Regions from separate parts of the Sus scrofa genome. Here region 1 is linked to region 2. The links are chromatin contacts, called in public Hi-C maps. All regions are on one chromosome and are shown on one strand. Each heading gives the region's core, a stretch centred on a gene start, on an enhancer-like site or on the middle of the called end of the contact. The rest is flanking DNA. Distances are from core to core; before and after follow the strand shown.

Region 1 (5,082 bases), core at 163-2,662, 520 kb before region 2:
AAATGAAATCTGCATGATAAAATCCTTGCTCCCTCCTTCCCTCCAAAAAGATATTATCCCTGCCTGAACACAAACATTTCTTTTCTTTTTGCTAATAGCTCCCTTGCCCTATCCTATGAAAAAACACTTCCTGTGTAAAACCCTTCCAGAGCCCTTCTGGTTGCTAGCTGGTATGCTAGCAACTAGATTCAGGACGTGCCTAATAAAGCCTATCAGACATTCACATTTACTCAGTTGAATTTTGTTTTTAACCCTTGTATGTTTCCAACCCCTTTCCTGTCTAAAGGATCTTCTAATGCTTAAAGATTTAGCTAATTTACAGAGTCTAACTTTTGGCAGGGAAGTGGTATTGAGTAGAAACTGGACTTGCTGGTCACATCAAAGCACATAACTTGGTCAAGATCCTCTAATTGTGAAGCAGCCATAACACCCAAGGCATCTGTGTCCCTGCTATTGTTTCCCCCCCTCACCCCCCGGTGGTGGGCTCTCAAAAATAAGGCCATCAGCAGTCAGGTTTCTCAGAAACTACATTCATGAAGAATCCCCAGCCTCCTGCTCTTTCCAATCTTCTTCTTTAATTCTTCTCCATTTCATTTTATAGCTTAAAAGAAATAGAAAAAAAAAACTTTACGTTGCAAGAAAATTTAAATCTAGAATAATCAAAGTCTTTGCTTAAGGAAACAGTACATCGTGCCGCACCCAAACAGTGATGTTTTAAATGAAAACATACTTGTGTCTTGTTTCAGTGTTTTGCTGCTCCAGGGAAAGAGGAAAGTCCATTCCTTCACAGCCACCTTCCCATTCCCAGAGTAATTTGCAATATTTCCGTATCTCAGTACACTACTGTCACTCAGCATTTTGCTTAGTAGAATTTAATCCATCCAGGGAGTTCTGAGAGTAAGGGATTACGCCAGTGGAGGGTCAGTGTAAGGTGTGTGGGTCCTGGGGCGGGGGTTGACCACCCAGTGATCAGTGATGAAGACCTGAGTCTGGATTCTGAACGTAGGTATACTGGACTTTGCCCAGGGTGGGGAAGGTTAAGTATAGCCCTGGTGCTGTGGACCAGGTTGGGAGTTTGGAAGGTTTCATCCCCTTAAAAGCCTCCCCTCAAAGAGTTTGTAGGTCGAAAAGGTTACCCAGTAAGTAGCACTGACTCTGTTTCTTTTCGTCATCCCTAAGTCTTGGGTCAAGCCCACCCCTGCTCTATCCCCTACAAATTAAGGGAAAGGAGCAAACACCCACTTGGGTCCCGGTGGTAAGAGCCAACTGCACCCTGCCCCGCGTTAGCAACTGGAGGTGATATTCAGAAACAGCCTGTTCCCTCCCCTCCACGGTTTTTCTTTCCTGCAGAACTCGTGGAATGCAGATGGGCCTGGTTTTATAGAGATTAGCAGGCAGCTGATACTACACGGAGCCGGGAGTGCTACTTGTAGGGTTCTTGTGAAAGTTAACGGCGCTGATTAAAGTGCAAAGCGCAGTGTCTGGACAGCATGAGCGCTCAGTAAGAGGTCTCCATTATTATCACTATCATGAGCCTATTAGTTAAAATTGGGGATGGAAAAAAACAACGGAAAACCGGAAAGGTCTGCAAAAGGGGCTGGACGCGGGAATCTCCAAATGAGGAGGGGGGTGGCGGGGGAGAGCCCACATCAGCAGCCAATCCAGCTGTCCCGGGAAGGAAGAGGAGGAGCCAGAGCCGCCCCCGGGCCCTCGCTGCTCAGTCCCGCGCTGAGCTCCGGAACCCGCTCCGCTCCTGCAATCCCCGCAAGGCTACTGCTTCTTCCTCGCACAGACATGGCCTTAAGTGCCGCTGCTGCAGCCGTGAAGGTGAGATTAGCCGGCCCAGGGGCTGGAGTCCTCCCATCCTGGGTAACCGTGCCTGTAAACCGTGCGCCCCCGCCGCGGCGGGGAGGTTCTGGGGCCCGTTAACCCAGGGGCGGGGAGCCGGGGAGAGGAAATAATTGCAAAGGCGTCCCCCAACCTTTGATCTCTGCACCCACAGCGCGCAGGGCGTGGGCAGCCCCTTCCAAGAGGGGCAGCAGGCGGGCACTGCGTCCATCCCCGCCCAAACACCACTCCTTTTCGGGCAGATTTGTCTGCCTAAGGCTTGCGGGTGTGCCAGGTGGGTGAGTGCCTGCAACTGCCGGGACTTCCTGGTGCCCTGCCCAGGCTCAACACTTCCGCTCTAACCTGGCCCTTTGCCCGAAGCCCACGTGGGAGAGCTGCGTGCTTGCTCTTTTGTAAGCTTCCGGCTTTTTTTTTTTTTTTTTTTTTTTCCCTTCTTCTTCTAAACGTAGACCTCAGTTCAGAAGTCCCCACGACTTCCACCTCCCACCCCGCTGTGCAATGCTATGGGGACTCTGATACTTTTTTACGATACTGAAAAGAGAGTACGGAAGTACTGGTACTGGGCCACTCCCTGTTGGGAGGGCCCTGGCTTTGAATTGCTTTGTTGGCAACCTTGAAAGTTAGAGATCAGTTTCCTTGTGCCTCGGCTCTGAGATCTCCGTGTAAGGGATCATTGTGTGGAGGGAGCTTTGCCGGCGGAGGGCGCGAGTTCCGAAGATTGCAGCGAGTTTTCCTGGGGCTTTTAAACACTTCTTCCAGGTTGGTGCCTTGGGAAGAGAGAGAATTACAGTACACAAACATAAATTGATAATAAAACTTAAGGTCTCTTCTTGGCTGTTTATCATTGGTTAAGTACTCAGTTAACTTGTTTGGCTTTAGAAATTCTTGGCCGATGGGCTAGGAAGGTCCATCGCCTTCACATACTTCTCTTGATTCTGCCGCATCTGTATTCAGGTCTCCCTAGAGAAGGAAATCTGTGGTCAGGGTGTGGTCAGCCAGTGGTGATTAGTAGGCTCCTGGTGAGACACTTATGGGAGGGGGTGGGATGAGGAGAACTGCAGTCACACTTAGATACTAAATTCCTTTTGCCATTTTGCAAATAATCTTGCATTAGACAAATATTTGTAGAATGCTTATCAGTCATGGAGAAAAAAGCAGAATTTTTATGAGGCTCTTTTGCAAAAGTGAGTTCTTTAGGTGCCTGTCTATAAAATCGGAAATTTACTGCAGAGTTTGCTGGGACATTAGAATCCTATTGTCTGTCTAGGGCATGGATGAAACATTAAATGGTAGTGTTATAGGTGGGGGAGCTGAGATTAATCTTGAATATCTTCTCTCCAGCAATTAAATTATTATGGTAGGCCACAGCTTTCAGTGGGCAAGCAGGAAACTATTACCTTTCTCTTCCAGGAATACACTTAAAGTTACATTAAAAATAGAGAGGAGTGGTATTTAAAAGTGTCACTTTAATTTGGTTTGGCTTTCTGCCTGCCACACAGTTTCTCTTGTAAAATTAGTGCAGTGCATTTAAGTGCAGAATGGGAACTGTGATTAGAGCCCAGATGTAAATACTGAATTGTGTGTATTTTATTCTTGGCAAGCTGCTGAATATAACTTTTTTTTTTTTGTCTTTTTAGGGCCGCACCCAGGGCATACGGAGGTTCCCAGGCTATGGGCTGAATCAGAGCTGTAGCCTCTGGCTTATGCCACAGCCACAGCAATGCCAGATCCAAGCCGCATCTGTGACCTACACCATAGCTCTCAGCAATGCGGGATCCTTAACCCACTGATCGAGGCCAGGGATCCAACCTGCATCCTCATGGATACTAGTCAGATTCATTTCCGCTGAGCCAAGAGGGAACTCCAAGAATATAAAATTAATAGGTTCAAATAGTGCTAGGCCTGCCTGCTGATTTCTCTGAGGTTATTAGAAAGGTGACAACTTTGTTGCTGCAAATCCATGACTCCAACACCATCTCTCCCAGACTGCTGAGGCAACATCCTAGAGAGAAAACATGAGATGCTAGTGTTCAGAGCAAAATAAGTTAATGAAAATCATATCCTATCCCCAGATCATAGAATATACAGCTGGAACATTCCTTAGGACCATATATCCACATAAACCTCTCTTTGTGGAGATAAACCCGAGTCTCAGATAAGACCTAAGAAGTCCAGGATTATTCAGTTGAACCTAGACAGTGAGAGACTTGGTCTAGAGCCTGGCATTCCACCAACTAGATGTTGTGCGTCATTTCTGATATCCAACATGTGGTCCCTGTGCCATTTTATTCTGTTGCAAAAGAGGTCATGCATCCTTAAGCGAGAGGGAGTATGGAGTGTGTGCATAAAGCAAGCTGCCTCCCAGTGCCCACTGGACACTCTCCCACAGTATTAGTAAAAGCCATTGCCTGGGAGGACCTTGGGAAGACATCATCCTCCAGCAGCAGCCATGGGGAGGTGGTATTCTTGACCATGCAGAGGGCTGAAACAGTCTTTGGCATTCTGGAGGGCTTCTTTAATGGGCTGTGGCTCCTCTAGGCAGGTGCCCACCTTTTCCTCCAAGGGATTAAAAATAAGTCTTATTTACATGATTGCTAATGACAGGGAGGGATATGGTCCCACAGTAGGTGGGTAATGGACTATAAACAAAGAGGAGGGGGACAGGCAAATCATGGAGTTCAGATTCTGAAACCAAGTCTTGGAAGCTCTCCTTTTCACCTGCTGAGGGTGGCTGGCAAAGGCCTTCACACTGAAAGTCCTTAAGTGACCTTCAGAAACCGGAGGACAACCCACAGGCCCCAGTTGGCAACCAAACAACCTTCATTTTATGTTTTTGTTTTTTTCCCCTAGAGACAATGCCATTTGAGGCAGGACAATTCCTCCCTTAATAGGACTGTTCTGAGTACTGCAGGACATAGAACACACCTGGGTCCCCTCTCCAAAAAATGCTGATAGCACTCCCCTAAGTCATTGTGCCAGTCAGAAATGTCCCCGTGGGTTTCTGGGCATCCCCTCAGAAGAGCCTATATGTTTGGTTGAGGACCACTGGGTTAAATCTGAGACAGAGACTCCCTGGTAAAAAGATAAAGAAGTAGCCAGTTTTGTGACCTGAGCAGCCGAGAAAAATAAGGAGAGAAGTATTTTTGCTGCTGTTGCTTTGAGGAACTTTATCTTGATTTTGTTTATATTTGCTGGAGTTGGGAGGGTGTGCAGAAAGAGTGAGAGATTGTACTG
Region 2 (4,816 bases), core at 1,855-4,354:
CTAAGGTAAGGATTATCTTTGCTTAGAATGCTTTCCTGTTATTCTATGCCTCCTTCTTCCAGAGGTAACAAGGAGTGTTTATTTTTAATAACAGCCTTATGAAAGTGTAATTGGTATATAATAAACTGCACTGCACACATTTAATATAACAATTGGTAGGGTTTGACATATGTATACACAAGTAAAATCATTACCACAGGAAAATAACTAACATATTCATCATCTCCAACATATTTTCTTTGATCCTTTGTAATTCCTCTTGACCATCTTTCACTGTCCTTCTACAACCTGTTCCTAGGAACTGCTGATGTCCTTCCTGTCACCATAGATTTCTAGGATCTTATATAAATTACAGCATATAGAATATACTCATTTTTGTCTTGTTTCTCTCAGAGTAATTATTTTTTAGATTCATTCATGTCATAGCATATATCAGTGTACTTTTGTTTGTTGACAAGTATTAGTCTATTATAGATGATTAACCAACTGTTGATGGACATTAGGGTTTTTCCAGCTGATATATGAATAAAGCTACTATGAGATTTTGTGTCTTTGGTGGACATTTGCTTAATTTCCCATTGGTTGATACCTAGGAGTAGAAGGGAATGTCTGGAATGTATGACAGGCGCATGTATAGTTTTTAAAGAAATTCTCAGTTGCTTTGCATAGTTATTATACCGTTTTTACATTCCAGCTGTGTTTGAAAGTCTTAGCTACTCCACATTCTTGCAGATACTTGATATGGTCAACCTTTCAAATTTTAGCCATTTTAATAGATGTATAGTGGTATTTCATGGTAAGTTTGATTTTCCTGGTGATTAATGATGTTTAGCATTTTTTGTTGTGCCTGCTTGTCATCCGTGTATCTTCCCTGGTGACATGTTAGTTTGATCAAATCATTTAAAATATTTATTTTGTTCTTAATGAATTTTGAAATTTCTTTATATATTGTGATACATCTTTTGTCAGATATACACATTACAACTGTTTTTTTCAGACTCTTGATAGTGTCTTTTGAAGAAGAAAAGTATTTAATTTTGATGAAGTACAATTTATCAACTTGCTCTTTTTATGGATCATACTTTGTACTAAGAAGTCTTTGCATAACTCACAGTTGCAAGGTGTTTTCTGGTGCTGTATGATTTTATGACTTCTATTTAGGTCTGTGATCCATTTTGAGTCAGTTTTTGTAAGTTGCATGAAATATGGGTCAAAGTTTTTTTTTTCATACATATTTTCAATTGTTCCAGCAAAATTTCTTGGGAAAAAATTATCCTTTCTCCACTGAATTGTCTCTGCCCCTTTGTCTAGAATTTGTTGTCTCTTTATGGGTCAATCTATATCTAAACTGTTTATTCTGTCATGTTGGTTGATTTTTCTATCTTTTTACCAATAATGCACAGTTTGATTATTATAACTTCATAATAATTCTTAAAATATTTTTAGCTCAGCAACTTTATCATTTTTTAAAGATGTTTTGGTTATTCCAGTTTCTTTCTTTGAATTTTCAAATGAATTTTATGGAGGATTTGACAATACCAAACAAAACTGGCTGTAATTTTGATTGAGGTTGGATAGATCTATAAATCAATATAGAAGAACTGTCTTCTTAACAGTGTTGAGTCTTCTCACACATGGAAATGTTATATCGCTCAGTTTATTTTTCTCATTTTAAATTTTTATCAGCAAAGTTTGTTTTCAGTCTTTCGCATATTTTATCATTTTTAATTTCCATAGACACACATTTTAGATAAATAGTTACTTTAATAATTATTTTACTGTTACACTTAGAATGGATAAGCAGTGAGGTCATACTCTATAGCACAGGGAACTATATTCTAGTCTCTTGGGACAGACCATGATGAAAGATAATATAAGACCGGGGAGTGTGTGTGTGTGTGTGTGTGTGTGTGTGTGTGTGTGTATGTATATATGAATATATACGTTTGTGTGTGTGTGTATATATATATATATATATATATATATATATGGCTGAGTCACTTTGCTGTACAGCAGAAGTTGGTACAACATTGTAAATCAGGATATAATTTAATTATAATAAAGAATTATTTTCACTTTTTTGGATGAAAGCCAATATCAGTTGCCATAATTGCAAGGTCACTTTGAAAATCAAATAAAAACAGAAAAATAGTGTTAAATTCCATGTAAACACTTTTACTTGCTGGGGCTTTATTTTTTTTAAAGAATAATTATTAAGGCTTAACAAATTATAATGTCATACATACTTCTCCTTTATGTAACTACGTCTTTAAAAATAAAAGAAAAAGAATTTGTTTTCTCACTAGGTAATTAACTGTATTCTAATGATCAATATAGCGCTGAAAACTAATTTATTATACATTGGATATGAGTTCCACAGTTAGAGAATAACTAGATTTTAGGTAAGAATGTCTTGAGCAAAGATATAATGATGTGAGAAAGTTTGGGTACTAGAGAATCTGCAGAGGTAAGGAATTCCTAGAGTGGCAGTACTAAATCTTGGATATATGTAATCTTCACCTTGAGAGTTTAAAAGAACTCAGAGCCAAAAGAATCTGAATACTTGGTTTGAAGTATTTAACTTTTAAAAGTTCTCTAGGTAGTTCCAATGCTTAGGAAGGATGAGAAACATCTATTATAGAATGTCACAATATCAGTATGCAAGGATGTGATGATGTGAAGTGAGCAGGCAGGAAAAAGCCTAGATTGATTAGCAGTGTCTGTCTTGGACATCAGTAGGTGGAATGGTAAAAATGTCATCATTGCTTGCCATCCTAGAACTAGAATGTTGGATTAGGCCTGTCGAGACAGTTGAATATTATCTCGAAAAACTGATAGAGGCCTGACTCTCCTTTCCGTTAAGAACAAACACTCGGGTATTTTCTGCCTCGAGTGGTCTTTTAAGAGTATAATCTTTTCCTACAATTAAAGGAATGTATATTTCAGGAGTACATTTAATGTAGTATGTTTTAAGAATGGTCTAGACAGCCCTCCCCAATACTTTACAATACAAACATGAAGTATTTTTGAAACAGTTTTTAATAAATTGCTACCTATAAATAATTACAGATAAATTCATAAAGCCTTTTTTGGGCAATAATGTTTCAAACTATAGTGATATATAGAATCCAAATTTGCATCTGTAATAAACAGGTCGAGTGAGAAGATTCTGAACGTGAATCAGTTCCCATAATTATTTATCCACTGTTTTGACACAGCCCTAATACCCATTTAAAATAAGGCAGATTTCAGGTGGGTAACATTTTTAGGTAGTTAAACTATGCTTTCTCACTAATATGCACCATCCTAAAGACTTCATGCGGGTAAAGGAAAGAAAAGAACTCCAAATCTTCCTACTTTCCTAGGAGAAGCAAGGAATCAGGAAAGGGGGATTTCAAATGTTTCTTAGTTTAAGAAGAACAGTAAGAGACTTGGGGGAGGGAGTGAAGATTATCTTACCAAAAATATAATTGAGGAATTCATGGGGAAGCCAGTGGGAGAAAAGGGCATTTTTCGTGTGTGTGTGTGTGTGTGTGTGTGTGTGTGTGTGTGTATTTACAGCCCATCCAGACAGTTTATTGTAACTCCCACTGCCCCTCCTTCCAGATGGTCTGGTCCTCACTCTCCGCCCTTGGCCCGCCCTCCCCAGGCTTCAGCCCCGGGCCAGTAGATCCGGTTGTCGGGGTAGTCTCTGCAGTCTCGCTTTCACCTGCTCCGAAGGCCCTCGGAATATGGGGGCATTAACTTAGTGCCCCGGGACTCTAAGAGCCTCAGTGGATATCTGCGCCTCTGAAAGTCTCTAGCTCTGTAAGCGGTTGTCCGAAACTCACCGCGGGCATTGTAGTCTCTTGGTGTGTAGGTGGGAGGAAGCGGGACCAAGGCCCGTTCTCGCTGGCCCCGCATTCCGGCAGAGTTAGCTGTGGATACGCACTCTTCTGTTGCGACCCCTCGCCAGACTTTTCTTAGAAATGGAGCAGTCACAGTGTGGCAGCAGAGACCTCAGCAGCAGCGGCCGACCCAGCCTGGCCCCGGGGCTGGTGGCAGCGGCACCTCATCCACAGTCTCCGATGTTACCAGTTCCCCCGGGGATACCCCTTCCTCCAACTTTCTTGCGGCCACCCAGCCTCTTTCTGCGGGCAGCAACAGCCGCCACCTCGGGAAGTGGAGGCTGCCCACAAGCTGCTGGACTGGAAAGGGGGGTGGGCGCCGTGGCCTGCAGCTACCCACGCACACCCAAGTGTGCGCGTTGTCGCAACCACGGTGTCGTGTCGGCCCTCAAGGGGCACAAGCGTTTCTGCCGCTGGCGGGACTGCGCGTGTGCTAAGTGCACCCTGATCGCTGAGCGCCAGCGAGTCATGGCTGCACAGGTGGCGCTGCGCAGGCAGCAGGCCCAGGAGGAGAGTGAGGCCCAGGGACTCCAAAGGCTTCTGTACTCTGGACCCTCGGGGCCCGGGGGTCAGACATCTGGAGGCAGCAGGAGAACGGAGAATCTCCAAACTGCGAGCAGCTCTGCGGTGGTGACTGCCCTGGGACTGAGTGCCTTGAGACAGGCTAGTGGTCTGGCGACCCCTGCTTGCAAGATTTTTCAGCAGGATTATACAGAAGGAAAACAAGGTGAGTAGGTCTTACATTTGCTCTTTGAAAAAGAAAAATGGTTGTTTTGGAGGGAAAAAGTGTTTGAAATAAGCAGCCATGCCCTGGAGGCCGGCAAAAAACGTTGTTTAAAAGAAGCACTTATTTAAATTCTTGGAAACTGCATCTGCAATATGAAAGTTAGGGTGTTAGAGACCTACAACATTCACCCAGAAGGGCTTTC

Evidence for each region. A called contact is a pair of places that touch in the nucleus more often than the background predicts.
Region 1: a contact with region 2 is called in a Hi-C map of brain, with 6 times the contacts expected there. The contact joins the promoter of MTAP here to the promoter of DMRTA1 in region 2. A contact is called at or near these places in 8 of 47 Hi-C or Micro-C datasets (adipocytes, brain, embryonic fibroblasts and 4 more).

What each region holds. Positions count from the first base shown.
Region 1 is chr1:200,930,719-200,935,800 of Sscrofa11.1, reverse strand. MTAP (S-methyl-5'-thioadenosine phosphorylase) reads left to right here and starts at 1,412. Exons shown (of 8, transcript XM_003121879.4): 1 at 1,412-1,827. The coding sequence starts at 1,555.
Region 2 is chr1:200,413,192-200,418,007 of Sscrofa11.1, reverse strand. DMRTA1 (doublesex- and mab-3-related transcription factor A1) reads left to right here and starts at 3,104. Exons shown (of 2, transcript XM_003121880.4): 1 at 3,104-4,614. The coding sequence starts at 3,969.